Linked DNA regions of Mus musculus: all the other regions are linked to region 1. A link is a contact called in public HiCAR-type and promoter capture Hi-C data. All regions are on one chromosome and are shown on one strand. Each heading gives the region's core, a stretch centred on a gene start, on an enhancer-like site or on the middle of the called end of the contact. The rest is flanking DNA. Distances are from core to core; before and after follow the strand shown. Region 1 holds the start of Sclt1 (sodium channel and clathrin linker 1). Region 2 holds the start of Mfsd8 (major facilitator superfamily domain containing 8). Region 3 holds the start of Abhd18 (abhydrolase domain containing 18). Region 4 has its middle 19 kb from the start of Pgrmc2. Region 5 has its middle 40 kb from the start of Pgrmc2. Region 6 holds the start of Plk4 (polo like kinase 4). Region 7 holds the start of Hspa4l (heat shock protein 4 like).

Region 1 (3,690 bases), core at 21-2,520:
CTGTCTTGTTTTTAAACAAAGCATTACTACCAATTCCTCAATGTTGCCAATAATTTGGACACCTAAACCTTTCTTATCAGTAAACACATAGTGGTATGTCAAGATTCTGTCCAAATGGCATCTCCTCTGGAAGTAGTTTAATAACCGCATAATAGTCAATATTTGTTTAGCTCCATGTTAGTAGATGCTATTTCAATGTTTGCTCAATAATTCCATCAACTACTTGGAATCTGATGCAAACGAGTCGGCAGTTGCTGCTGCTTCAGTGTATTTTTGGTATTTATGTATCTCCTTCTGCCAGCTACATGCTTGGAGAACAAGAATCTCCTTACATCAGCTACATGTATAGCACCTGGCACGTAATGAAACATAGGTCAACATCTTTTAAACTAACGACCTGAGCAATGCCTGGAGGTCCTAACCTGCAGGCTTGGAAACTCTTCCTGGCCATCAGCCCTCCAGTTTCTTCGAGCACAACAGACGCATTGCATTACAAATCTATTTCGTGCCTGGCCGACTCCAGTGCACGCTCAAGGAATATTCTACAAGTATTTACTAGCGTCTCAGCTTCGTTAAGTACATACATAGCCTCATGTACATCACCAAGCATTTTGTGCAGAGCACTTCTTTTTAAGTTTTTAACATTTTTCACGCTGGGACCCGACCAGCATTCACAACACATTAGTAGGTCAACGATAGCGACACTGCACCTTACAGATGAATTTTCCATCAGGGAACAGAGCGCGCTTACTTTGGTCTCTCAGTAAGTCGATTTCTGTGGCCATTTCGATATTTTAGTTTGGAGTTTTCATCACGTTTATCGATTCCTCGCAGGGGGGAAAGAAGGTATTTCTCAAACAAGCAAGCAATCGAACAACAACAAAAAAGCAGCCTCCCGCTGTGAGGGCAAACAAAAAGCTAAGGGGTCGCAGGGGCAGCCGAGCCCTGGCGCGGAGACATCAGCATCCCACTCACGCGGCGGCGCAGCCCGGCCCGCCGCTCCGCGGAACCCAGGCGACGCGCCTCAGACTCCGTTCCGCGCTCGGCCGGACCCGGCCGGACGAGAAGGGCCGCGGAGCCGCGCGCGGCCGGAGGGCGCCGAGTTCCCGTCAGACCGCGCGGGAGGATGACCCTGCGACGCGCCTGGCTGGGCGGCAGCGTCCCCGCCGGCTGAGGGGCGACGCCAGGGCCGCGGGAAAGCAGGAGCGGCCGCGGAGTCCACTCGGCCCGCCCTGCGACTTTGAAAGCGGTGCCCCAGACCGTTCCTTGGAGACGGTGACGCCGCGTCCGTCATCACGCGTGCGTCGGTAGGCGTCATTGCGCCGTCTCAGGCGCAGGCAGGTGATTGGCTATCTGTCAGGCGGTGGGCGGGTCCCTGAGGCCGCGTTGGGGGCTGAGTGGGTTGCTTGGCGCCTTCCGCAGTGGCGCAGCGAGTGTCTGTCTGAGGTAGTGTGGCGCATTTTTAATTTAATTAATTTTTTTTTTTTTGTATGGAAACTGTGATAGGAGCAGGCACTAACTAGGTAGGGATTTTCATTGCCCACCCCCGAGTCTTGGTTTTGCAGACACTAAGCGTCTGTGGGAGTCTGTGCAGAGAGGTCTGTGAGTCCTCGGGCTGAGGTGACTCAAGGTCCCCTCACCCCGCCCCCCAGTTTAGAGCTGTCGCTCCTAGGTCTGAAACTGGTTCTTGTGCCTAGAAAAGAGAACTATTGTCCAATATTTAACCCTGTGGCTTCAAGAAGGCACCTGGTCAGGATCCAGGATAGCCTGCAAATCTAGCAGGTATTTCAGAGATGTTTCTTCGGATTTAAGGAAAGATAAAATTCTGCAAAAATAAAATGAAATTTGTACTGGGGCATAAACTACCGTTCACAGTTTTACGAAGTGATATTATGAGTATTTGAGCTGTAAAGCTTGAAACATAAAACATACACAAAATATTGGGGGCAAAAGACATTAGCGATAAAAAAATGCTCACTTGAAGTTTATCATTGGCTTTTGAGGCTTTTAATTGATTATATTTTTATGCATTGAAATACAGTTTCTTTAAATATGCTCAGGGCCTGAGATAGCTTGGTTATGAAGTGCTTGCCTGGAATTCCCCAGCACCCACATAAAAAGCCAAGCAAATCCCCTTTAATTTAAAGATTAAATGGCCTTTAATAGTAGTGCTTGAGAGGAGCAGACAGGATGAGGGAAAAGGGTGCTCTCTATCCAGCAGCCTAGACAAATTTGAAAGTGACTCCAGAGTCAGTAAGTCATTGTCGCAAAAAGTAAAATCAGGCATGTTAATAAGATTTTTTTTTCCTGTTTGATAATATCTGGTGAAAATAAAGGTAGGTTAAAAAAGGTGAACAGCCTTTGAGAATGACATCCCACTGATACTCTGCCTCAAGCTCAGTCCATACACAGCTATAGACGTACTCCCCCACGTGGACACACACAAAAACAAAACAAAAGGCATGTATGCCCTGGATGAAGTTTGGCTTTTTGTTTAACCGTTGAAGACGTTTAGTAATCTTGTACTCATAAAACAGTATCAACAGTGTTACCCTCATTCCTCTAAAAAGAGTCGCTGCTAAATATGTATGTGTTGGCACTAGCCATGCAAAGGGTTAGTTTAGCTTTGAATCAGTGAAAATTCAACCCGGTCTGGTTTTTAGTGGCCATAAACGTAACAAAAAAAAAAAAAACACACTGATTGTGCAAGCTCCATTTCTTTTTTAGGTTCACTATAGGGTACTTTCTGAGGAACATTTTTTATTGACTCAAAAAGATTTTCCTACATTTGGTAGGAATATATTAGGGTGAAGAAAGCCAAGTGTGACTTCTGTATTAAAATTATCAATGGTTTTGTCTAAACTGAGTAGTGAAATAGAACTTTGATATTTGCACTTGAAGTGCTTGTTTTTATATGATCATGGTCAAAATAAGCACAAGCCAGTTGAAGTTTCATGCATTGAAAACTAATGGCAGGTTTCACTGGTAATTTTAATAAATTGACACTAAACATCTAGTATTGACATTAAACATGCTAGGCTTCTGTCTAGCAAACCTTCAGAACATATGAAATAGGAATCTAAGTAAGCGAATTGGAAAGCTAGCTCATCACAGCAAGAATTTGAGCCCAGAAAATATGGCTTCAGTATCACAACCGTTGACCACCATGTGATATAAATTATGCTGAATGTTTTAATGTTTATAGCTAGCTTCTAATTGCAATAAATGAATGGCTACTTTACATGTTTTATTATAATCTCCAGTGATTTACTGTTCATTTTTCAAATGGTTTTATAATGTGTTGTAATGTGTTGCTGAGTTAGCCTTCCCCCTTAAAACAATTAAAAAGACATAAGCACCCAGAATTCAAATGGTGTGATTAAAAACCTTCAGATGTTCCTTTGTGTGTCCTCTCAACATTTTCACTGAAAAATCAGGTTTGTCTGTTTCAGAATTCCTAGTTCCTCCCTCTAGAACGCAGGAGCAACTGGGCAGAGCCTAAGAGGGAGCTCACTGCTCAGACCTGGGCCAGAGACCACAGCTAGCACCAAACTTAGAAGAGCTTCCAGGTCTGTGTCCTATCGGTTCCTATTGGTATGTCCTTTGAGCATCTCTTCAAAGTCTGTCTTTACTTGGACTGAAACCATTTGATAGTCCCATTGCCTCCAGCTGGCAGGTTCCCTGACTTTA
Region 2 (3,516 bases), core at 789-3,288, 900 kb before region 1:
TCTATGCTATCCATGACTTTGCCTTTGGGCCTGAACCAACAAATCTAAACTATACACCAATAGGACTATTACAGAAAAAGTGGTCGGCCTCTGTTCTCTTAAATAGAATTCATAAAGGAAGTCAGTTGAGAGCACTAGACACTCAAGAAAAGAAGAAGGATCTAATCCAATTACATCAATAAATCCTGATTAGTCAATCTTGTTTGATAAGGGTTGCTGGCTTACTATACTGAACTTTGTACAGTAAAGTACAAGTGAGCAAACCCTGCAGTTAGTCATAGCTAGGGAATCAACTTATGATTTTAAAAACAGCATACATATTTCCTTTTAATTTTTAAAATGCTAAACACAGAACATAGAGTTCAATCTAATGAACTCTTCATGGACAGGAACATCTGTCCATCTTCACCTATAGATGAAGCCTAACACAATCACTTATTTAAAAGGGAGAGAAAAGTAAGAGAAAATGTGTTTAAGCTTATTTCAATCAAAATCATATTTCTGTGGTTAGCTGTACATATATAACTCAAGGATCCCACACTCTTTCTGGAAAACACAGGCCAGACATGAAATACAACAAAAGAAAAGCAAGCAGCACAAAGAAGGCTAGGAAATGGAAATGCCACAGCCCTATGCACGTGACTAACAGGGAGCTCTAGCCTGGCAGAGCCTGTACATCAGAAGCACAAAATTACAGTAAGTAAAAATAACTTCAGGGTCCCGGCAAATAACAAGCCTGGAAGAAAAAAAGTTGTTGGCAGGAGTTGCAGGTAACATAAATGAGGGTTGCTGACAGATTTCAAAAGGGAGAAGAGGGATGGCCTCTTCTAGGCGTGGAATACGCAGGGCAACTATAGAGCTGTAAGAACTCCAAAAGGATTGCGGCACAGCAAAAAGCAGGGCAGAAGCCAACAGCTTCGAAGGTCTCAACAGGCCTGGGGGATGCAGCTCTTTTAAAACAAATGTCAACACTGCTACTTATTTTAATCACCTCAAGATAAAAATCAAGAAACATAAAATTGTAATCCATCCTCTGGCCTCTGTACAAAGCATGATGCATGTGCCACCCGTTCCCCCTCAAAAAATGAACCTAATAAAACACACACTGCGCTTCAAATAAAAGACTCGATGAAATAATACTTATTGCTTCGTAAAAGTAAGAATACATATTGCTACAGTAAGACAAGCCCAACTTTTCTAAATTAGTGCTCATAAATTAGGATCAAAATGAGAATTACAAGGATGAAAATACTAATGAAACGCTTAAAGGTGTCTTTATTTTGGACATGTGATACTGAGCAAATGTGAGTCATTTTAAGTGGGTTTATTTGCAAAATATGAAGACGTTATTAGGCAGGTTAGGAAAAGTCTAACTCAAGTTTAGCTCTTGAGTGTCGGTTAAAACCACCATTTGGGGCTTTTGTGACAGTGGACAGCTACACAGGGTCAACAGAATGCAGTGTCTGCTGTAAAGGAGGCAGCTTAGGTTTCTTCATACAAAACAAAGGAAAAATAGTGAAGAAAAAGAAGCTCTCAAGCAAGAAGGAATTACCATAACAGGATTCAGGCAGATGCTTAAGACACACAGCACAAGGGCTACAATGTGAAACTGCTGTGACCTTTGTGAAGCATCCCCCTGCCCAGCTTTCTAGGTACACAAGTTCTCCAAGCACCAAGATTCTCCTCTATTCCCAAGTACACGCCATTATCCCGGAGCCTGTCCTAAGCGGCTCCGAAGGCGTTGCTGGGCATGCGCATGTGCAGCCGGGTTTCGGGTCCGGACAGTGGACTCACTGTTCCCAGCTAGTCCCACCCGCCTGCTCACCTGCTTCCGGGTGATCCCGGGCCCAAGAGGGGCTCCCGCTCGGCCTCACTTCCCAGGTTCGCCATAATTCCAGCTCTCGCTAGGCGGCGCGCTGCCCACTCTCGCGACACCTGCTCCTTCTCCAGGCCCGGAGCTGTCAAAACACTCCTACGAGTGCGCTTGCGCGCCGTGAGGCCGGAAGCGGACCGGCAGCCGAAGGGAAATGTGAAGTGTGTGGGCCCTGCAGGAGGCGGTGGTGGCAAACAGAGAGAAGGCCGGAAGAGGTGGAGCAAGGCCAGAGCCGGCCTCTGGGGGCGTGTCCCGCGGACGCCACGCCCCGCCCCGAGGACGTCCTCCCTGTCAGGCTGGCTGGCAGCTCGCCTGCTGTTTTGTACCTGAGCAGATTCAGCTCTCTGCTGTCCGAGCTGAGGCGAAAGTCCGGTGCCTTAAGCGTGGAGAGCGGTGGTGGCCAGAGGCTTGGCGAGTTCCCCTTCAGGTGTGCCTCGGCGAGCGGCCTGTAAGTAACAGCCTCTGTCATCTGCTTACGTGCAAGGCGGCATGAAGGCAGCAGTGTCCTGTCCGACAGAGGGCGTTGGGGACCCCTGTGACCCAACCCTGCTGGCCATCAGCGCCTCACCTGAAAGGGACTGAGGATGAGGCTGATGGTAGGCAGCCGCTGTTATACCCCTGACTCCGCTCCTGAGAGACTTGGAAGTCGCGGCTGATGGCAGCCAGACACTGATGCCCCCGCCGGCTCCTCACTTGAGGGGACTGAAGGTCGGGTCTGAGGAGGCTACAACCTCGCTGGTTCCGGGCCCCAGAACCTCAACTTTGCAAAAAACCAGCCCCTAGGCAAAGCCTGCTTAGCTCCAACCCGCTGCTTTCAGCACCAGGAACATAAACACTCAACAGACTCAGATACTGTTGACTTCCTAGTCTCTGTCCCTGCCATTGGACTTGTCAGCTAATTGCTGCTAGAAGTCATCGTGTGTCTCCTAAAGTAATGTTTTCTTAACTATAGATAAGATTGTCATGTGATTTCATTGGATCACATCTCTCCTAGGACACGGGTAAAGCAGATACTTATCTATCTGATCAAGACCGGAGGTCGAGATAAGTTACCCGGAATCTCTCAGAGTTGGGGCCCAGTCTCAATTCTTGAACTCCTTGAACGCTTAGCGTTTGTCCTGCCTCAGGAGCTCTCTGTTGTGTGGTATTCCCATCTCCTCTCCTTTGATCTTTCATTTGTGATCATCTCATGTGCAGCCAATCAGGCATACCCTACTAGAGAACTGTTAAACTTGAAATGTCTTCTGTTAATTATCTTTGAATCCAATCCTGATTATTAGATACTTCATTGTATTCAGTCCTGCACATTTATCTATAGTAACAGAAACAAGGAGATTCTCGTTATTGGTTCCAAGACTACAGATGGGTAGAAAATAAAGTCCTTTTTTTTAACCTCAATATTCTTCCTGTGTTATGGTTGTCATTTCTAATCCCTGGACAGTTGCACAATTTGTGACTCATATGTAATAGAGGAAGAAAAATTTAACTAGCATTCCATCAAGTACAATTTGGTATATGTTGAAAGAAATTTTATTCTTATTCGGGTCCTCATTTCATCCCTACAATGGTTTTCTAAAGAGGAGAGAGATTGACTCAAGTAGACAAAGAAGTGAAAGGCAGAGAGAATAGGAAGATGGCAGAGG
Region 3 (3,994 bases), core at 598-3,097, 850 kb before region 1:
TTAAAAACAGAATACTTGTTGAATTGTTCTGAAAATGTTTCCTTTTAATTTTTAAAATGCTAAACACAGAACATAGAGTTCAATCTAATGAACTCTTCATGGACAGGAACATCTGTCCATCTTCACCTATAGATGAAGCCTAACACAATCACTTATTTAAAAGGGAGAGAAAAGTAAGAGAAAATGTGTTTAAGCTTATTTCAATCAAAATCATATTTCTATGGTTAGCTGTACATCTATGACTCAAGGATCCCACGCTCTTTCTGGAAAACACAGGCCTGACATGAAATACAACAGAAGAAAAGCAAGCAGCACAAAGAAGGCTAGGAAATGGAAATGCCACAGCCCTATGCATGTGACTAACAGGGAGCTCTAGCCTGGCAGAGCCTGTACATCAGAAGCACAAAATTACAGTAAGTAAAAATAACTTCAGGGTCCCGGCAAATAACAAGCCTGGAAGAAAAAAAGTTGTTGGCAGGAGTTGCAGGTAACATAAATGAGGGTTGCTGACAGATTTCAAAAGGGAGAAGAGGGATGGTCTCTTCTAGGCGTGGAATAGGCAGGACAACTACAGAGCTTAAGAACTCCAAAAGGATGGCTGCACAGCAAAAAGCAGGGCAGAAGCCAACAGCTTCGAAGGTCTCAACAGGCCTGGGGGATGCAGCTCTTTTAAAACAAATGTCAACACTGCTACTCATTTTAATCACCTCAAGATAAAATCAAGAAACATAAAATTGTAATCCATCCTCTGGCCTCTGTACAAACCATGATGCATGTGCCACCTGTTCCCCCTCAAAAGATGAACCTAATAAAACACACACTGCGCTTCAAACAAAAGACTCGATGAAATAATACTTACTGCTTCGTAAAGGTAAAAATACATATTGCTACAGTAAGACAAGCCCAACTTTTCTAAATTAGTGCTCATGAATAAGGATCAAAATGAGAATTACAAGGATGAAAATACTAATGAAACGCTTAAAGGTGTGTTTATTTTGGACCTGTGATACTGAGCAAAGTGTGAGTCATTTTAAGTGGGTTTATTTGCAAAATATGAAGAAGTTATTAGGTTAGGAAAAGTCTAACTCAAGTTTAGCTCTTGAGTGTCGGTTAAAACCACCATTTGGGGCTTTTGTGACAGTGGACAGCTACACAGGGTCAACAGAATGCAGTGTCTGCTGTAAAAGAGGCAGCTTAGGTTTTTTCATACAAAACAGGAAAAATAGTGAAGAAAAAGAAATTCTCAAGGAGGAAGGAATTACCATAACAGGATTCAGGCAGATGCTTAAGACACACAGCACAAGGGCTACAATGTGAAACTGCTGTGACCTTTGTGAAGCATCCCCCTGCCCAGCTTTGTTAGGTACACAAGTTCTCCAAGCACCAAGATTCTCCTCTATTCCCAAGTACACGCGATTATCCCGGAGCCTGTCCTAAGCAGCTCCGAAGGCGTTGCTGGGCATGCGCATGTGCAGCCGGGTTTCGGGTCCGGACAGTGGACTCACTGTTCCCAGCTAGTCCCACCCGCCTGCTCACCTGCTTTCCGGTGATCCCGGGCCCAAGAGGGGCTCCCGCTCAGCCTCACTTCCCAGGTTCGCCATAATTCCAGCTCTCGCTAGGCGGCGCGCTGCCCACTCTCGCGACACCTGCTCCTTCTCCAGGCCCGGAGCTGTCAAAACACTCCTATGAGTGCGCGTGCGCGCCGCGAGGCCGGAAGCGGACCGGCAGCCTAAGGGAAGTGTGAAGCGTGTGGGCCCTGCAGGAGGCGGTGGTGGCAAACAGAGAGCAGGCCGGAAGAGGTGGAGCAAGGCCAGAGCCGGCCTCTGGGGGCGTGTCCCGCGGACGCCACGCCCCGCCCCGAGGACGTCCTCCCTGTCAGGCTGGCTGGCAGCTCGCCTGCTGTTTTGTACCTGAGCAGATTCAGCTCTCTGCTGTCCGAGCTGAGGCGAAAGTCCGGTGCCTTAAGCGTGGAGAGCGGTGGTGGCCAGAGGCTTGGCGAGTTCCCCTTCAGGTGTGCCTCGGCGAGCGGCCTGTAAGTAACAGCCTCTGTCGTCTGCGTACGTGCAAGGCGACAGGAAGGCAGCGGTTCCCTGGTTCGAGGGAGGGCGTTGGGGACCCCTGTGGCCCAACCCTGCTGGCCATCAGCGCCTCACCTGAAAGGGACTGAGGATGAGGCTGATGGTAGGCAGCCGCTGTTATACCCCTGACTCCGCTCCTAAGAGACTTGGGGGTCGCGGCTGATGGCAGCCAGACACTGATGCCCCCACCGGCTCCTCACTTGAGGGGACTGAAGGTCGGGTCTGAGGAGGCTACAACCTCGCTGGTTCCGGGCCCCAGAACCTTAACTTTGCAAAAAGCCAGCCCCTAGGCAAAGCCTGCTTAGCTCCAACCCGCTGCTTTCAGCACCAGGAACATAAACACTCAACAGACTCAGATACTGTTGACTTCCTAGTCTCTGTCCCTGCCATTGGACTTGTCAGCTAATTGCTGCTAGAAGTCATCGTGTGTCTCCTAAAGTAATGTTTTCTTAACTCTAGATAAGATTGTCATGTGATTTCATTGGATCACATCTCTCCTAGGACACGGGTAAAGCAGATACTTATCTATCTGATCAAGACCTGAGGTCGAGATAAGTTACCTGGAATCTCTCAGAGTTGGGACCCAGTCTCAATTCTTGAACTCCTTGAGCGCTTAGCATTTGTCCTGCCTCAGGAGCTCTCTGTTGTGTGGTATTCCCATCTGCTCTCCTTTGATCTTTCATTTGTGATCATCTCATGTGCAGCCAATCAGGCATATTCTACTAGAGAACTGTTAAACTTGAAATGTCTTCTGTTAATTATCTTTGAATCCAATCCTGATTATTAGATACTTCATTGTATTCAGTCCTGCACATATATCTATAGTAACAGAAACAAGGAGATTCTCGTTATTGGTTCCAAGACTAAAGATGGGTAGAAAATAAAGTCCTTTTTTTAACCTCGATATTCTTCCTATGTTATGGTTGTCATTTCTAATCCCTGGACAGTGACACAATTTGAGACTCTTATATAATAGAGGAAGAAAATTTTAACTAGCATTCCATCAAGTAGAATGTGGTGTATGTTGAAAGAAATCTTATTCTTATTCAGGCCCTCTTTCATCCCTACAATGGTTTTCTAAAGAGGAGAGAGATTGACTCAAGTAGACAAAGAAGTGAAAGGCAGAGAGAATAGGAAGATGGCGGAGGGCTACAGAGCTAACCAACAGTAGCTTGAATTCAAGAAACAGGACTCCTCTGACAACAAAACCTGTGCTGTTTACCACCAGGTTTCCTGTAAACAGAATATCAAGAATATCTTCTCATATTTCCTAATATGAAAAGCAAAGCAAGTATTTAGTGTTTATTTAAATGAAATAATTTGTTGCTCTGTATTAGGCCAAGTATAGTTTTCTACTTTCCAGTTGAGGTGGCTCACTCAAGGTCACACAGCTAAGTGGGGAAACTCGGGTCTTTCCATTACTGTCTCCAAGTGATGACTTCAGACAACAAAAACATATTTGGTGAGTACACAGACAAGTCCTAAAGTCTAAATAAATTCAGAAACATATCAAAGGTAGCAATCAAAGCAACATGGGGGAGGACAACAGTGGTTTTTGTTTGTTTTGTTTTGTTTTATATTTTTGTTTGTTTTTAAATAGTACACCAAGAAAAAAGAGCCAAAGTTGAAGAGATTAAACCTTTCCAAATGTATTACCCAAAAATTGGGGACTTGTTGGCTATTTGTCCCCCCACTCTACCCCCTTTTCTCTTTTGGTAATGCTAGGGATTCAACTAAGCCTTTCAAGTGCTTAACAGGAAAGTTATCAACTGAGCTATACATCCAACCCCATGTTGGGTTTTCGTCAATGATTTTTTAGAATAGTTACATATTTCCTACTTATTTTCCTACTCTTCTTCAGTATAAAAGCAATTAAATCAGTAGCCTAAGGATAGCTGGTGTGTGTGTGTGTGTAT
Region 4 (3,793 bases), core at 777-3,276, 640 kb before region 1:
ATAGCATGAGCTCAGCCTCCATGGCTGTTGGAGGATCTGCAGGCAACAGCATCTGTCTGTCCAGTACAGGACTACAGAGCAGTGAGGCTCTGTCATTATGTCTTTAGGGGATCTCTGTCTCTACTTTTCTCTGCCATTTCTGTTGCTTAATCCTGACTGTCCTCACAGTCACGGGGCTGGAGTCCAGCCCTCTGATATCATATCCACTCTCTTAACAAGAGCCTCATGACCTCTTGGTGATAAGTCCCCTAAGCCAGCAGTCAGGCATTTATGATTCTCACTTATCAAAAAATGTAAAAGATCCATAAGGTCGTTCCAACTGTGCATTTCTGTCCAAGTGCCCTGCTATCTTGGGGAGAAGGGGCCAATTTCCAGAAGCCCTGGCTTCAGTCCAGGTGTAAACAAAATGGCAGAGCCTGAAGCCACCCCTAGGATGTGCCCAGGGAGCTGGCCTCACCTGTCCATCTTGGTTTTTAAGACCCTCAACTGCAACCTTCCTCTCCCTTTATTTCAGAGACTTATATGGCATATTTTACATTTTCCAAAATTCCTGCTGCTACTTTAATAGTCATTTATTTTTTTATATGCCATAAAGTATTTTTCCATGCTGGGAATACATCAACATTTTCATAGTTTGAAATTGTCTCAAAATAAGAGCTTTTAAAAGAATAAAGATCCTAAAGTTTTATTGAGGCATGAGTGTTAATTTACATAAATGTAAATTATTACTTATGTAGTTCTTGAAATGCTTAGGTCTCCCCCACCCCGACTTAGTATTTTTAGTTAAGTATTTCCATGTGCTGTGTTAGCTTTCTGTTACTGTAAGAAAATCCTCAGGGGTAAAGTTTACATAAAAAGAAGGACAGCTTGGGTTGGGGATGTGATTGCGTTGGTTGAGTGCTTGCCTAGAACATACAAGGTGCTGGATTCAGTCTTCAAGTACCTTATAAATGAGGGGTGGTAATACACATTGGAATCTTACCCAAAACTTGGAAGACAGATGCAGGACTCTCAGAAACTCAAGGTTATCCATGGATACATACTGAATTCACATTCAGCTTGAGATGCAAGAGACCCTATCCCAAAACAGTTAATACACATCATTTTTTTTCTGAAATTGTAATTTATTATTTCTGTGAATGAAAGTTTCTGACAAATGATTGTGTCCGATGATAACATCTTCATGAGTAAAAGTGTTAGTAAACTGACCCAATTGTCCTTAAGCAATACTTTTTTAAACAAATAGTCATGAGGGAATAGCAGGTCACGCATTAGCAAATGCTAGTTTATCACAGGCATATTAAAACAATGATGAAGGAAAAGTACAATAAAACTTCATGGAAAATTCTATGGCTTGGTAGAATTTCTCTTCTTGGCCAGGCATGTGAGTGTGTGGGAAGGGGCTAGGATGCCTGTGTGCATCCTAGTGCTAGTGTTTCCCAGTAGCTACCCACTAGCTGTAATTTGCTGACTTTTACCAGTTTCAGTTCATGATTTCAGAACTTGGGCACCATGGTATCAAGCAGCTGCTTTTTCTTGGTAGTGCTGGTGATGAAGGGGCTATAATTTACCACCTCAAGTCAAGGATTTCCACACTAAGCTGCAAGACACTAGATGGTCACCATGTGTTGGAGAGCTGGTGGATATTAATAGCCCTTCACACACACACAAAAAGTCGTTCCCTTTTAATCTCGGCCAATCCAAGAAACAATAGACATAACTCAGTGACTCTCATCTAGGTTTGTTGGCTTTAGGAAGCTGGTAGAAAGAAAGAATCGAAGAAAGTGTAAGCTTCCAGGCACTTTTAGAGGAGACCAAGTAGTAATCTGGGCCGTAGGGCTCTTGAATCACACCACTAGGGCCAGGGTTCACAGTGTTACCGAAGTTGGCTGCTCTTGGAATTGTGTTGATATGGCATTCAGCCAAGAAAGCCAAGGAAATAGGAATCTCTTTCTCCCTGCCCTTTGTCTCTCCAGCAGGGCACTGCCTGGCCACTCTCTGTCGGGTGAGTTGTCAAGAGACCAATAGAATCACCTGCCAATGCAGGATCCACCCCAGCAGAGGAGGGAGTCTGTCCCGGAGCAGAGCAGACACTGTGCAGCTCAGTCGGGTGCCGTGGATTTTCCTTATTCCAGACCTTTTCATCCATCGACCGATGGACCTTTGATGCAGGCTCTTATCTCTGTGGGTAAAGGTGAAAGCTTGCTTGGGCTTGAGTGGAAGAAAGAGTGGTACTTCATTTTTTATTGGTTGAAAGTTAAAAGTCTTGTCTTACCATGCCACAAATGTCTAAGTCTACTCACCAGGCTGTCCCCGCATTAAGAGATTTTGCTCTAAGAAATAAAAATCTTGTACTGAATGCTAGTGAATGACAGAGCAAGCACTGGCTCCTTCTCTAGGAGTCTAGAAACAAAGCTTAGATATTCATTAAGGAGATTATTTATTTATTTGGTCAAGGTCTTAGTTAGGGTTTCATTGCTGTGAAGAGATACCATGACCAAGGCAACTCATAAAGGACAACATTGAATTGAGGCTGGCTTACAGTTTCAGAGGTTTAGTTCATTATCATCATGGCGGGAAGCATGGTAGCATCCAGGCAGGCATGGTGCTGGAGAAGGAGCTGAGAGTTCTACATCTGGATCTAGAAGCAGCAAAAGGGTCCACATTGGACATAGCTTGAGCATAGGAGAGCTCAAAGCCCATCCCCCACAGTGACACATTTCTTCCAACAAGGCCACACCTACTCCAACAAGGTCACACCTCCTAATAGTGTCACTCCTTATGGTCAAGCATTCAAACACACAAGTCTATAGGGGCCATTTCTAGTCAAACCACCACAGGCATGTATATGTGTATTCATGTGTGTGTGATACACATGTATGTGGAGGTTAGAGACCAACTTCATTCCTCACATACTGCCTACCATTCATTCATTTCTATTTGAGATGGGATCTCTCACTGAATCTGAAGATCCCTGACTTGGCTCGGCAGGCTAGTCAGTGAGTCCCAGGGATATGCCTGTCTTTGCCTCCACAGTATTGGGATTGTAAGCATGTGCTACCACACTTACCTTTTTTTAAAAAAATGCATTCTTTAGTCCAGCCTGGTCTACATAGTGAATTCCAGGACAGCCAGGGCTATGTAGAGAGAATGATCCCCCCCAAACTTATTTTTAATAGTGTGTGTGTGTGTGTGTGTGTGCGCGCGCGTGCTTGCATAGGTTGGGGGTATGTGCACAATGAGTGCAGGTGCTTGAAGAGACCAGAAGCATTGGATTCCTACTGAGATGGGGTTGGAGCAGTTGTGAGCCACCCAGCGTGAGTGCTGGAAATCAAGCTCAGGTCCTCTGGAAGAGCAGCAAACATTCTTAAACACGGAGCCTTCTCTCCAGCGCCTTGCCCCCATGCCCCGACCTGGTTTTCTAATGTGGGTTCTGGATATCAAACTCAGGAGCTTGTACTTGCCTTACTGAGTGAGCTGTCTCCCCCGCCTAAGTGGCATATTTAGCTACTCTTTGGTTTGGCTCTCCTAGAGGTTTTCAGCAACAGCATAAGACAGTGACTCTCTTGACCCCTCCTCCCACCTATTAATTACCCCGTATACTAAATGAAACTTGGAATTGTTAGTAGCAGAACTTTGATGAGGCTTGGGGGGAGATCTGCCAACCCTTCTGCTTACGACCTGTGATGGAATATGCTCAGAGCAAAGACCTGTTCTCCAGAGCACATTTGCATGAAATCCTGCTTTGAGACACCTCTCTGAGGTAGGCTGCAAGGCTGAATTACATATCCTT
Region 5 (3,814 bases), core at 1,135-3,634, 620 kb before region 1:
ACCTAAAGCCAGGCAAGCTATCTACAGTAACTAAACAGGCTAGCCTGACTACCTGAATTGTGAGCTATAGGTTCAGCAAGAGACCTGCCTCAATATAGAGATTAGAGAGAGTCAAGGATGACATCCAATACAATATCTGACCTTCACATGCACACATCTGCACACATAACCACACATGTGAACACACATACGCACAGGCATACCCACACATGTTTAAATAAAAGAAGAGATTGGCATTCTAGTCAATAACGTTGTTTGGGAGCAACAGAATCTACTCCTGGCAGTTCAGCCAAATTAGGTAGAGGTAAGGCTTATTGGAAGATGCTAGAAAGTCCAGGAGTTCCAGAATTGCTGGAAAGCAGGGTTAGTAGTTCACTGTTGTCAGTGAAGCTGAGAGCAATACCTAAGCTCACTGAGAAAGTATTCTAGCAAACTAGTATTCTTAGAAGGTATTGCTACCTGACAGGCCCCAAATTCCTAACTTGAAACAAAAAAATTTATGCTGTTGTTGCCAAAAGAAAGGGGCTTCTTCTCCCACTGTTCTTGGCAGTCAACCAGGCTCCTAGTGTGTGGCCACCACACACTAGTCTTGCTGAACTCCCTGCCCTGGTATTGGTGCCTTCATTCTTTTCCTTAGCATCACATCCTCATCTCATCAGGACATTCAGGCAGACCATTTCTTGTCCCTAGAGAGACCCGTCCCCGCTTTGTCATTCTTCTACTTTATATTCCACTATTGGGTCCCTCCTAGATTCTGCCTTATCTTTTTATCTGTCAACTAGATGTTACTGCATGACTGCCATTGCAATGGGAGCTCCTCGGGGCTAGGGACTTGTGTGTTCTGTTCACTATTGCTCACTGGAGCACAGAGGAGCAACTGTCAAGGAAATGAATGGATGAGACAGCCCTCATACTCTCAGTAGACAGGAGGTTTCCTAAACTTCTCTCCAGTATCACACTGTGCCTGGTACTTTAGTATGCCTGATATTTTAAAATCTATATCCACACCAAAGGCCATTATCAACAGGGTAAGAGAAGAAAATCATGGAATGGATTTTCTCAATGCTGTGATAAAATATTTGTCAAAAACAACTCCATGAAGAAAGGGTTTAGTTGGCTCCTGGGTTAAGAAGAGATACAGCCCATCATGCCAGGCAGGCGGTGGTGGGGTAGTAGTGGTGTTGGTGACAGGAGTGTGAGGTGGCTGGTCACATAGCATCTGCAGTCAGGAAGCAGAGGTAAGCTTCATTGCTTTCTTCTTTTATTCAGTCCAGGATCCTGGTCACGGGACGGTACTGTTCACATTCAGCCTGGGTCTCCCCTCTGAGAGAGCGTTTATTGACACGCTAAGAGGTTGGTTTCCTAGGTTGCTTCAAATCCAGTCCCAGAGGATTTGGCAATAACAATGAGCAGCCACACAGGTCATATATCTGAAAAGGGAGTAGTCTCCAGACTTGTAAAAAATATTCCTAAAACTCTATAATATAAAATAAATTTCAACAGGGGCAAAGTCCTGGGTAAACATTTCTGCAAAGAAGATACATAAATGGGCAATAAACTCAGGGAATGAATATCAAACCCACAATAAGATAAAGTTCCTGCTTATTGGGAGGCTGGTTGTTTCAAAAGCCAGAAAATAACATGTGTCGGTGAGGATACAGAGAAATTACAAACTTCTAGCTTTGTTGGGAGGAATGCAAAACTGCACAGCCCAAGAAAAGCTGTCTGTTGTTCCCCCAAATTAAAGATAGACTCTGCTCCGGAAATGCCACGTTTAGCTGTTTCCAAAAGAACTGAAAGCAAAGCCTCAAACGGATAACGAACCTACATCCACAGCAGCCTCATTCACAATAGCTAGTGGGTGGGATCAAAGCCCAGTGCACACAAATAAGGGAACAGATACACAAAATATGCTGGCTCTGTGTGTGTGTGTGTGTGTGTGTGTGTGTGTGTGTGTGTGTGTATCCATGCATATATGAACTATTCAGCTTTACAAAGATGCAAAGTTTTGACACATGCTACTACATGAGGCCATCTGGTACGCTGAGTGAGACAATCCAGATACAAATGGCAAATATTGTACTGTTCTATCTCCATGAGGTACCTAGGATTGTCAGATTCATACATAAAGAAAAATTGGTCTTTTTAGGAGCTGAGGAGAGAGGAAAAGGGGAAGCACTCCTCAGTTGCTGCATAGTGGCCCTTTCAGAAGATGCAAAAAGTTCTGTGGATAGGCAGTCCGCAACAATAGGAGCATTCTCTTCTCACCAGGATCTGCTGGGCTAGAGCAATGGAGCAGGTTTCTCTCTAAGGAGCTGCCAGGCATCTAACCTCCCGCTGGGGAAGGCCTCCCTGCACTCTAGCCATGGCCACCAGGCAACCCAAGCCACCTGCTGAGCTACCAGTCTGAGCTAGCCAGACTCTCGCTTGCCCAGAAACCACCCAGCTCCTTCCACTGTGCCCCTTCTCCCTTCCCTTCGGCCCCGGGGATGACGGAGCTGCCCCTGGGGGGTCCCCATTTTGTTCTCAGCTCTTCCTCCATGAAGCCCAGTGATCCCAGCGCTAACTCTCCTGTGGTACCCAGCGGTCTGTGGTGCCTGAGAGTCAGAGCTGAGACTGAGCCTTCCCCACTTCCCGGACCGGGGGTTCAGAGGCTTAACCGGGCCGGACGCCCATCCTGTGGAGACTCTGTGGGAGCCCGCGACAGTCTTCCGTGTCCTCCCGGAGCTCTGGTGGGACCTGGGTCATCTCTTCCACCCATTTATTTCACCATGACTAGCTCCCCACATATAAGGGTGCGTGGAGTGGGAGGAAATGAAGCAGATTGCCAAAATCCAGTGTAAGCATTATTTTTGTGCTACAGGTCCCATCTTTGACTCCTGCAGTGCTCCTAAAAAACTTAAAGCTTTTCGGGGTTTAAGTCTCCATGTCTTTCAAGTTTTGTGCGTAGCCTTTGACTGCCCCCTTTGCTGCTCTTAAGAGAATTGATATTTTTATATGTTCCAGTTTCGGGGCTCCTGCCGAAGGTGAGGTCTTGTTGTGCATGCATGATAAGAATGACTTCAGCTCATGGCTCACCATCGCTCTCCTGTGACAGGTTCATCTCACCTAATTGATCTCAGACACTGCTATTCTTTCTCCTACCCTGGAGGCACCATAGCTGCCTCACGCTTTAAATGGATGAAGAGACATAAAGGCTTTGTTAAGCTGCTCCTATATCCTTTATGTCTCTTCATGTATCGGATTGTAACCCCTCAGAGGAGCTGAACCGAGTTGTTAATCCACATTCATGGCTCTAAATTTAGTCAGTGAACACATCAGGTTTATCCTCGTGATGACGATGAAGATGAACCTTCATTATTTTGGCTGGAACGACTGAACGTTATAGGTTCTTCTTGGAATTTTCTGGATGGCTTCTTCTTTTTCACTTCAGTACCTTATTCCCCCGGAGTGACATGCAAAGACATTGAGAGGTAAATGGTCTGAAAACAAATGTACTGTAATACATTCACTCTGGCTACAAAAATAAAACACCCCGAACCGAGTTTTCTTTGCAGTCTTCAAATCCAGATGGTAGTAAAATTTGACATTTCAATTCTGTTTGCGAGATTCATTTTGTTTTTAAATTGGGAAGAGCCACGGGGCTAAAAATTGTCTGGAGTACTAGGAAAGCCTGGTAAGGCCTCTTTAGCGATGTTATTAATAAGGCTGTGGTCTTTGAAAGGGGATTTGGAGACAGCAGATAGAGGCTGTAAACAAGCCTATGGGTATGAATAAGGACCCTGCTTCCTCAGTTCTCTCCTACTGTGACAGG
Region 6 (3,962 bases), core at 1,112-3,611, 940 kb before region 1:
CATTAAAAAGTCTAGTAGCCAGGTGAGTACTAGTGAAACAGAGGGAGGGTGTCCATTGCAAGTAAGTACAAAGTCAGGTCTACAGAGACCTTGTCTTAGTAAGTAAATAAAAACCTAAACACTGATAGCTACTTTAATGACATCATATTTGCCAGTTTGAAGAGTATTTGTGGCTTATAGAAGATCCAAAAAAAAAAAAGATGTAGTAGAGAAAAAGTTATGCTAAGAACATACAAAAAGGTAAGTGAAAGGCTAAGAAAAAATGATTCTACAGGTTAAAAAAATGTTTCTGTAAATATGAGTAGTATAAATTAAAACTTTAGAGCATAAAGAGGGTATTCTTTGATTATAGAGAATTCATTAGAAATATATATGAGCTCTGACACAGGTCTGAGAACATAGACTGCAGCTGACAATGAAGTGATAACACAAGGCAAATATATAAAGCAACAAAAAGTAACGAGGGCATGGATTTATATCAACAGACTATTAATGGGCTCTGATAAACTTTAAATACATGTGAAATATTTACAAAAACTCTGAGGCCACAAAATAAAGCCCAGGAATACCAAAGACATCTGCAAGACTTTTAAGCAACAGTCTAAATCATCTATGAAACTAGATCGGGTAGCACACATCTAAAATCTAGCTCTGGAATTCAAGGCCAGCCTGAGGTGCATAGCATGACCCTGAGTCATAATAATCTTATTTGCCTATTAAGACACTGCAAGGGAAATTCTAATATGCCAGTGTGCTTGAAATTAGAATTCTAGAATGTTAAATCATGTTGAAAATTGAGAGTGCTTCTATGAATGTAAACATTCCTTAAACTACAAATGAATCCATTAAATTGCAGGTTTTTGTTTTTGATGTGCAATCATTCCTGTGTGTACGTAAATTACGTGTTCATTATAAAGTATCTTCACACAAGCTCCATCCGGCAGGCACGGTGCTTTGTTTTCAAACAGCTTTGAGAAAGTTCTGTACATGAGATCAGCTTTTTTGTTTGTAGATTTTATTTTTATAACGTGAGTTTATGTGAGTATAGGTTTGTGTACATGAGTGCTATGTCGATAGGAGCCAGAAGGTGGCATCAGAGCCCCTGGACGTGGATAACAGGAGGCTAGCTGACAGCATTGAGTACTGATAGGCAAATATGGCTCTCTCCCACAGCAGCTAGGTCTCACTCACTATGTCGGTATCTCCTACCCCTGAGATGTGCACAGTGTCTGAAAAGCATGAAACTTGTGAAGTGATGCCTTGCTTGCAGGATAACGTGTTCATTTAAATATGTGTGGAGGTTGGCCTTAATTGTCTCAAGGATACTGCAGCCAAAGACAAAAAGGTCCTAAATGAGGACCTCACTCAGCATAGAACCTTTTAAAAGTGCCCGCTAGCCTATTCCTCTTATTCCTAACTATAAATTGCCCTTGGAGACACAGGCCCCCACTAAGACGACTCATCTTTGTTGATAGACCCCCTGACCACCCAGGTGCCATCATCTCTGATTTGCTGTCTTTCCAAATGAATCTTTCCTTGCCTCACTTCTTGTCCTGGAATCACTGGCATTTGGGGATAGCAATCTAGACCTGGATTGGAACACTATTAGGAGTTGAGATAAAACACAGACACAGAGAGAACACACTATTGAGGATCTTCAGAAAACAAGTCACTACTTTGGATCTTTTTGCATCTGATTAAAAAATCTCAAAACAATTAGGCTAAAAAGCAAACCCCTGTCGGATTATTTACTAGCAACTAATGTAAAGATCCATACCACTACTCTTTCTTCAAAACATTTTTAGAGGAAAATGACTTAGCCTAGGTCACTCACATATGGCTCAAAATAAATTTGTAAGATTGGTAGCCCAGGTTAGCCTGGAACTCCTTAGAGTCCAAGAATGGACTGACTCAACCCCAGTGCGTCGCTGTGTCCAACCTTTAATATCTGTCCGGGCAGCGGGTTGCTGGGAAAGAAGAAACTAGAACCCAAGGACATGTCCACGCTTGGAAAGCATTTTACCACTTAGGTACATCCCCAGGCTTTTTTTACTTTAGAGTCGGTGTTTTCCCTATACAGTTCATCTTAAAGCACCACACATTAATAGCTGTAAAAAAGGAAAATGGCACAACGGTGTACATGGTGGGCTGGCGGGTTCGGGGCTGTTCTAAGGAAAGTAATGGACTTTTCCCCCTAGTTCTCTTTAGGCCAAACCTACACACTTATTTAAAAGACTTTCTGCGGGAAGCCAAAGCCCTATTATCCTTCAGGTCAAAACGTAACCTATTATTAGCGTCCGCGCTACGGTCAGTCGTACACTGACCGCTTTCCGTCAAACTTAAAACCCACTTCCGGCCTAGAGCGAGGGAAAGCCCCTGCTGCGCATGCGTGTCGGTCTCCGCCTCTAAGAAGTGGAGAGTGTGCTGACGTCACCGCCAGGCTGGCTCGTTCGGAGACCGGCGGGAATTTTTCAAAATGGGAGCTCCGGGGCGCCGCCCAGGCCTCGGGAGGTACCGGGGGTACCTTTCGGTGGCGTTGGCGGCGTCGCCAGCGGCGGCGTAGAGAAGGCGTCCTGATGGGCGCCAAGACCTGCTGGCTTCTCGGAGCGCTGCCTCGGAGGGACTGCGAGAAGGCCGAGCCCCGGGCGCCGGCGGCTCGGGAACATGGCGGCGTGCATCGGGGAGAGGATCGAGGTGAGGCCGGCGGGCGCGGAGCTGAGGGAAGGTCCGATGGAGGCGGACTCTGGTATTCCGGGACCCAGTGAGCTGAGGTGAACCGAGCGCAGTGCTGAGGGGAGGTCCATTGTGGCTCGGCACAAACACACGGGAGACCAGACGGGTTAGCGGGCTGAGGCTGAGGCCCAGTCTGGCTCAGGCGCTCACTGGTGCTCAGTGACACTAGTAAAGCGGGGATGAGGCGGGCAGGCGCGGTGGCGGTGGCGGGGCTGATCGCCGAGGGACAGGCGAAGCGACCCGCCCCCTGGAGCCCCGCCCGGAGGGGAGCGCCTTGTACCCCGCAGGTGTGTCTCCAGCTGCGGGCCCCGCCCGGTCCTGGTCCCTTGGCGTCGGGTCCGCACTCCCGCCTCCAAAGCCGCGCTCCGCTTGCCCCCTCCCCGGGGATGGCGGTTACCGTGGCGGGAGCTGCGGCGGGAACCTGGTGGGCCAGAGGAGGGACCCGAGCTAACCAGCTCATTAGAGTCCTTAGCCTCCATCAGGGAGGGAGCTCAGAAAATCTCTCAGAGCGTCAAGATGCCTTCCACCCCAGACACCTGCATCATCGAGGTGTGGCAGCTGCTTGAACCATGTCTCCTTTTCTCTTTGGCCCATTTCACATCCCATCCCCTACCCAACTTTCTTACTTTCTAGATCTGCGATTCCTCACGTGTAATCCTTAATTTTTTTTTTAAAAGGACTTTAAGGTTGGAAATCTACTCGGTAAAGGATCATTTGCTGGTGTCTACAGAGCTGAGTCCATACACACTGGTTTGGAAGTTGCAATCAAAATGGTAAGAATGTATTAGTTATTGTTTCTTCAGTATTTTTGCAAGGTACTAGAGAGCAATGAAGGCATGCTATTTAAAATGTCCCACTCATTATCTGCTAAAGACTGCACCTTGCCACCCTGCCAAATGTGTGCATTTGTAATAATTGCATAATACATTGCATAACCAAAAGACAGCTGTTAAGTACAGCATCTGAATTTAAGGACATTTAAGAGACTCTTAACCTTGCTTAAGTGAAGTTTTATACTTTACTAGGGTTCAGGAGACCAGTACATTTTGTTGCTATGAATACTTAAGGTAATGAGAAGTCAGCAATTTATAATAATAATATGCTCATTTGTGGCTGTAACGGTCCAAGAATACCATTATGGTCAGCCTGTGATCCCAGTTCTGAAGAGTTGGGAAAAAGAAAATCCTAACTCCAGGGCCAATCTCTGCTATCACATAAATGCACTGGAC
Region 7 (3,755 bases), core at 1,222-3,721, 1.0 Mb before region 1:
CATCAATTAAAAAAAAAAAAAACCTAAAAAAGCTGGTCTTGATTAAGAGTAAAGGAAGCAAACTGGTCAGTGAATATAGATGCAAATGTTCTACATAATTATCACAAGTGTGACTATGGGTGATTTGTCGGAGGAATAGGAGGGTGTTAAAGAGTTTGTTAATATTTTTCACTGAGTAATAGGTTGAGAATAGGGGTCTCATTCAATGATTAGCATTTGCTAAATTTCAGCATCAAGAAAAGAAAAACTTAGCGAACTAGCAATATTTAGGTTTAAATTTCTTATAAACACAAAATTTTCTGTTAGAGACAAGTATGCTCACTACTATTCCTTATAGTCTACATTTTATTGGTGATCGTACTTATCATTAGAGAAAGCAATAATAAAAGGACAAAATGAAGGAGGTCCTTCACAGGCTATATGTTTTGAAACCGAGAGGGTCCAATAAGCTAAAAGAACCAGAATCTACAATAGAGTGCAGCAAGTTTCCTAGCTACAGGATCAATATAAATTACCATTATCCTTATATTCCAATAGCAGCTAAGCATAGTTATATTGACATGTTGATGTCATGCATAAATGCTGTGTTTACATTTAGCCTGAAAACAGTCCAGGGAGTAATATTATCTTAAGAGACACTGAGCCCACGGCTTGGAAAGTAATTGCCAAAGGTCCTAGAGGCAGTAAAGGTTATGTATGCCTGGGGTTACTACATGAATCCATGTAACTTCCAAGTGCTTGTCCTGTTTTAACTACTAAGTACTCATTTCCTCCTGTTAGCTGTAAAGAATCAGAACTCTTTGTTCCTGGCATCAATGCCTTCTTTTTACTTAATATTTTAAGGGTTTAATAGGAAAAAAAATTTTTACACGTGAGATTCCAAAAACATCATACACAAATAAAATGAAATTCGTGGTCCTAGGAGAGCTTCAAGATATCCAGGAATAAATCTAGCCAGCGGCAGATCATTATCCCTTAGGATAATGGCTAAATGGGGCAACTTAGTAGTGGAAGCCACTGAGACCCAGAGTTCTGAGGGGCCAGAAGCATCCAATCCCTGCTCTGTGTGCGCACAGCCTGCTGGGAAGCCAAGGTAGGTGGTCTCCTAAGAAAGTGCTGAGTGGGTCAGAGCATGCCCCCTGCAGACTCTGAAGTCAAAAAAGATTCTTTAGAGACACTAGAGTTGGAACAATAGTGGCGTCCCAGTTGACTTGGTATAGTTCCTAAAATGTATTTTGTATTCATTATAGCAACAGCGGGGGCTATTGCCACACTTGCTGCTGCCGCCCTAACAGCAGTGTTAATAGTGAAGCGATTGAGTAACTTAAGAAGGAGCACAAATACGGACTATGAGAGTACTGAATATGCGGATAAAAATTCCGTGTCAAATTCCAAGGTGAAACAGGAAGCACACAAAAACTTGGACGAGCTGGAAGAGGGATTACACAAGGAATTGGATGAGAAGGGTCACCAGACACAGGAACTGGACGAGAAGGGTCAGAATGTACATGAAGAACTAGATAAGAAGAGCCCACAGATACATGAAGAACTGGACCCTAAGGAACGTGGGACACAGGGGCTGGATAAAAAAGAGCCAAATTCACACTGGGATGTGCATGGAAAGGACCAGGACCGCCAGACTTCGTAAGCATGAGCTAAAACTTGTTCAAGTGCACACAGGCAGCACGCCTCCTCACAAGGCAGGCTTCTTCTCTGAAGCTCCCTGGGCAAGCAGGCCAGGGCCTAGAAAACCACTTTTTCATGGAGGAAGGTGACAGGTTGGGACCGGGCGCAGCAGGGTAGCTCTGAGAAGCGGGCGACCCTGGCACCGCACAATGGGCACCACCTCACAGAGGGGCTGCAGGAGGAGCCTCAGCACGAGCCGCACGCGGGCGGCCCCTCGGGGCTGCGAGGCCGGCGGTGAGATCCCAGGCTGTGGCTCTCGGGGACCCTGGGAGGATGCGGGCGGCCAGAGCGAGCGGTGCTGCGGAGAGCAACGCGGAGGAGGGAGGCGCTGCTAGGAGGGCGGCGCTTAGAAGAGCGTCCGCGAGACACCGCTGCCCCGGCGTTGCCGGGAGACGGCTTCGCCCCCCCCCCCCAGGCGTCGCCCGACCGCTGCCCCGCCCCGTCCCGCCCCGCCCTGCCCCGCGGCTCCGCGGCCTCCCCTCCCTCTTTCCAGCTCTTTCTCGAACCTGCCACTCCGCAGCGAGCCGTTGCCGAGCGCTGACGGGAGCGGCCGAGGGCGAGGCCGCCCAGCCTCAGCCGACCGGTGGCTCGCGCCTCCCGGGGCCGAGCGCGCAGGCGCAGACCGCAGTAACTGCCGGTTGGGGGCGGCGAACCGCAGTGGAGACTAGGCGGCGGGCCGGGCGGAGGCGGCGCGGCTCAGGCGGGCGGCTCCACCTCCGCAGTTCCGACGCCCTGCCCTAGATTTTCCGATAGAGAGTGGGTCCTCTCCTTTGCTTCTCGCAGGAGTCGCAGCGCCCGCAGTGGGGACCCGCAGCGGGACGCGGTCTCCGCAGCCCGAGCCTTAAGCGGGATGTCGGTGGTGGGCATTGACCTCGGCTTCCTCAACTGCTACATCGCTGTAGCGAGGAGCGGCGGCATCGAGACCATCGCCAACGAGTACAGCGACAGGTGCACGCCGTAAGTGCCGCACGCCCCCTTTCCTGGGGTGGGGCCCGGGACGCCCCCTGTGACAGGTGCAGCGTCTACAGCCAGACGAGGAGGGCAGGGGCTTCCCTCTGGCTGCTCGGCTCGCCTCATCTCTGCTTGCCGCAGACATCCCTGACCCTGGGGCCCCTGCGTTGGGCTGCAGGAGGCCATGGGGGGGCCACCTCGGCATGGCGTCCTGGACAGGGAAGAAAGGTCTGAGGCAACCAGAGAGGGGTGACCTGGGATTATCCTGTACTAGGAAGTCGGCTAGAGCTCTGCATTCTGCCCTCCCTCCCCCATCTCCTGAGCGACAGCTTTCTCAGAAAAGTGACCCCTGGTTATTGCACACCTAAGAAAACGAAGGGCAGTTTTCCTAACACTAGAAGTCATTGGCTTTATTTATTTATTTATCTGTCTGTGTGTTTATAGAAAGGAGAGATGAGGTGGTGTCCTTGAGAATTTGAGATGATCTGACCAGTTTCCGGAGGGATTAGGTTAACGGTGCATTCACTATGAGACTCGGACAATGGGAATCTTAGCTGTACATTGGCAGTATCTTTCAGTTAGTGGAAATTGCCGTTGTTAGAAGCTACTACCCAAAGTGCGTGTCTACAGAGTGAATTGTTGGTGAGTCAGAGGCAACGATCCTGTGTAAACAGGATTGTGGAGTGTTTCCATTATGAACTCTTGATGAAAGACTATGTAGCATTATGTCATGGAAACGTGTGTCCACACGTTCACTTCTTTCTCCTTTCTGGAAAGTTTGTTGGCAAAGAACACAACTAATACTTGCACAAGAAAAAACTCTTTGTACACTCTTGTTCACCTATAATTTGATGAGGAAAATTTTGTTCATGTGTTTTTTTTTTTTTTTGGAAAGATGAATGATCCATACTATATTTTTAAATTAAACTAATTCAGCCAAGATCAGTGTAAAACCATCTTTAAATGATGAGGTTAAAATAGTTCTAGTAGTTTAAGAATGTGACAGTATGTTTCAGAGTAGCTTTAGTGAATACAGAATGCTTTGATTTCTTTCCAAATGTAGTCTGCAATGTTTTAGGCCTCCTCTTTTTCTAGATTGACCCATCACATCTCTATTG

What was found. Promoter capture Hi-C pulls out the DNA fragments that hold promoters and counts their contacts. HiCAR-type assays count read pairs that join an accessible place to other places. Capture Hi-C pulls out chosen DNA fragments and counts their contacts.
Region 2: a promoter capture Hi-C map of adipose tissue shows a contact between it and region 1, with 7 times the contacts expected there. The contact joins the promoter of Mfsd8 here to the promoter of Sclt1 in region 1. A contact is called at or near these places in 3 of 39 promoter capture datasets (embryonic stem cells, liver and pre-B cells), 3 of 115 datasets of contacts at active chromatin or transcription factors (astrocytes, extraembryonic endoderm stem cells and pancreatic cancer cells) and 3 of 9 other capture datasets (adipose tissue, liver and macrophages).
Region 3: a promoter capture Hi-C map of adipose tissue shows a contact between it and region 1, with 5 times the contacts expected there. The contact joins the promoter of Abhd18 here to the promoter of Sclt1 in region 1. A contact is called at or near these places in 4 of 39 promoter capture datasets (embryonic stem cells, frontonasal cranial neural crest, hippocampal neurons and 1 more), 4 of 115 datasets of contacts at active chromatin or transcription factors (astrocytes, cardiomyocytes, epiblast stem cells and 1 more) and 2 of 9 other capture datasets (adipose tissue and liver).
Region 4: a contact with region 1 is called in a promoter capture Hi-C map of liver, with 2.0 times the contacts expected there. The contact joins the enhancer-like site here to the promoter of Sclt1 in region 1. A contact is called at or near these places in 5 of 39 promoter capture datasets (the 3T3-L1 cell line, hematopoietic stem and progenitor cells, liver and 1 more), 1 of 484 Hi-C or Micro-C datasets (hematopoietic stem and progenitor cells) and 2 of 9 other capture datasets (adipose tissue and liver).
Region 5: a HiCAR-type map of astrocytes shows a contact between it and region 1, with 2.5 times the contacts expected there. The contact joins the enhancer-like site here to the promoter of Sclt1 in region 1. A contact is called at or near these places in 2 of 39 promoter capture datasets (embryonic stem cells and hippocampal neurons), 2 of 115 datasets of contacts at active chromatin or transcription factors (astrocytes and pancreatic cancer cells) and 3 of 9 other capture datasets (embryonic stem cells, liver and macrophages).
Region 6: a contact with region 1 is called in a promoter capture Hi-C map of pre-B cells. The contact joins the promoter of Plk4 here to the promoter of Sclt1 in region 1. A contact is called at or near these places in 7 of 39 promoter capture datasets (the 3T3-L1 cell line, the C10 cell line, cranial neural crest and 4 more), 7 of 484 Hi-C or Micro-C datasets (CD4 T cells, CD8 T cells, LSK cells and 4 more), 8 of 115 datasets of contacts at active chromatin or transcription factors (astrocytes, bone marrow-derived macrophages, embryonic stem cells and 5 more) and 2 of 9 other capture datasets (adipose tissue and liver).
Region 7: a promoter capture Hi-C map of pre-B cells shows a contact between it and region 1, with 7 times the contacts expected there. The contact joins the promoter of Hspa4l here to the promoter of Sclt1 in region 1. A contact is called at or near these places in 4 of 39 promoter capture datasets (embryonic stem cells, liver, neutrophils and 1 more), 2 of 484 Hi-C or Micro-C datasets (CD4 T cells and muscle stem cells) and 2 of 9 other capture datasets (adipose tissue and liver).

Annotation. Positions count from the first base shown.
Region 1 is chr3:41,741,244-41,744,933 of GRCm38.p6, forward strand. Sclt1 (sodium channel and clathrin linker 1) reads right to left here and starts at 1,271. Exons shown (of 21, transcript NM_001081411.1): 1 at 752-1,271. The coding sequence starts at 785. It overlaps D3Ertd751e (DNA segment, Chr 3, ERATO Doi 751, expressed), which reads left to right and starts at 1,375. Exons shown (of 6, transcript NM_001099785.1): 1 at 1,375-1,446.
Region 2 is chr3:40,844,816-40,848,331 of GRCm38.p6, forward strand. It overlaps Mfsd8 (major facilitator superfamily domain containing 8), which reads right to left and starts at 2,039. Exons shown (of 12, transcript NM_028140.5): 1 at 1,826-2,039. The coding sequence starts at 1,890. It also overlaps the pseudogene Gm2011.
Region 3 is chr3:40,892,412-40,896,405 of GRCm38.p6, forward strand. It overlaps Abhd18 (abhydrolase domain containing 18), which reads left to right and starts at 1,848. Exons shown (of 13, transcript NM_026622.4): 1 at 1,848-2,032. It overlaps 6430590A07Rik (RIKEN cDNA 6430590A07 gene), which reads right to left and starts at 1,693. Exons shown (of 3, transcript NR_166482.1): 1 at 1,537-1,693.
Region 4 is chr3:41,100,140-41,103,932 of GRCm38.p6, forward strand. No RefSeq gene overlaps it. Among named protein-coding and RNA genes, the nearest start is that of Pgrmc2, 19 kb to the left of the region's middle. Within about 2 kb of position 2,027, at least 14 of the 459 cell types and tissues checked have an H3K27ac peak or open chromatin away from gene starts, as enhancers often do. A contact at or near this core is called in adipose tissue and liver, where this site is marked.
Region 5 is chr3:41,121,512-41,125,325 of GRCm38.p6, forward strand. No RefSeq gene overlaps it. Among named protein-coding and RNA genes, the nearest start is that of Pgrmc2, 40 kb to the left of the region's middle. Within about 2 kb of position 2,385, at least 20 of the 459 cell types and tissues checked have an H3K27ac peak or open chromatin away from gene starts, as enhancers often do. A contact at or near this core is called in astrocytes, where this site is marked.
Region 6 is chr3:40,797,590-40,801,551 of GRCm38.p6, forward strand. It overlaps Plk4 (polo like kinase 4), which reads left to right and starts at 2,362. Exons shown (of 16, transcript NM_011495.2): 1 at 2,362-2,694; 2 at 3,411-3,506. The coding sequence starts at 2,665.
Region 7 is chr3:40,743,142-40,746,896 of GRCm38.p6, forward strand. Hspa4l (heat shock protein 4 like) reads left to right here and starts at 2,472. Exons shown (of 19, transcript NM_011020.3): 1 at 2,472-2,643. The coding sequence starts at 2,537.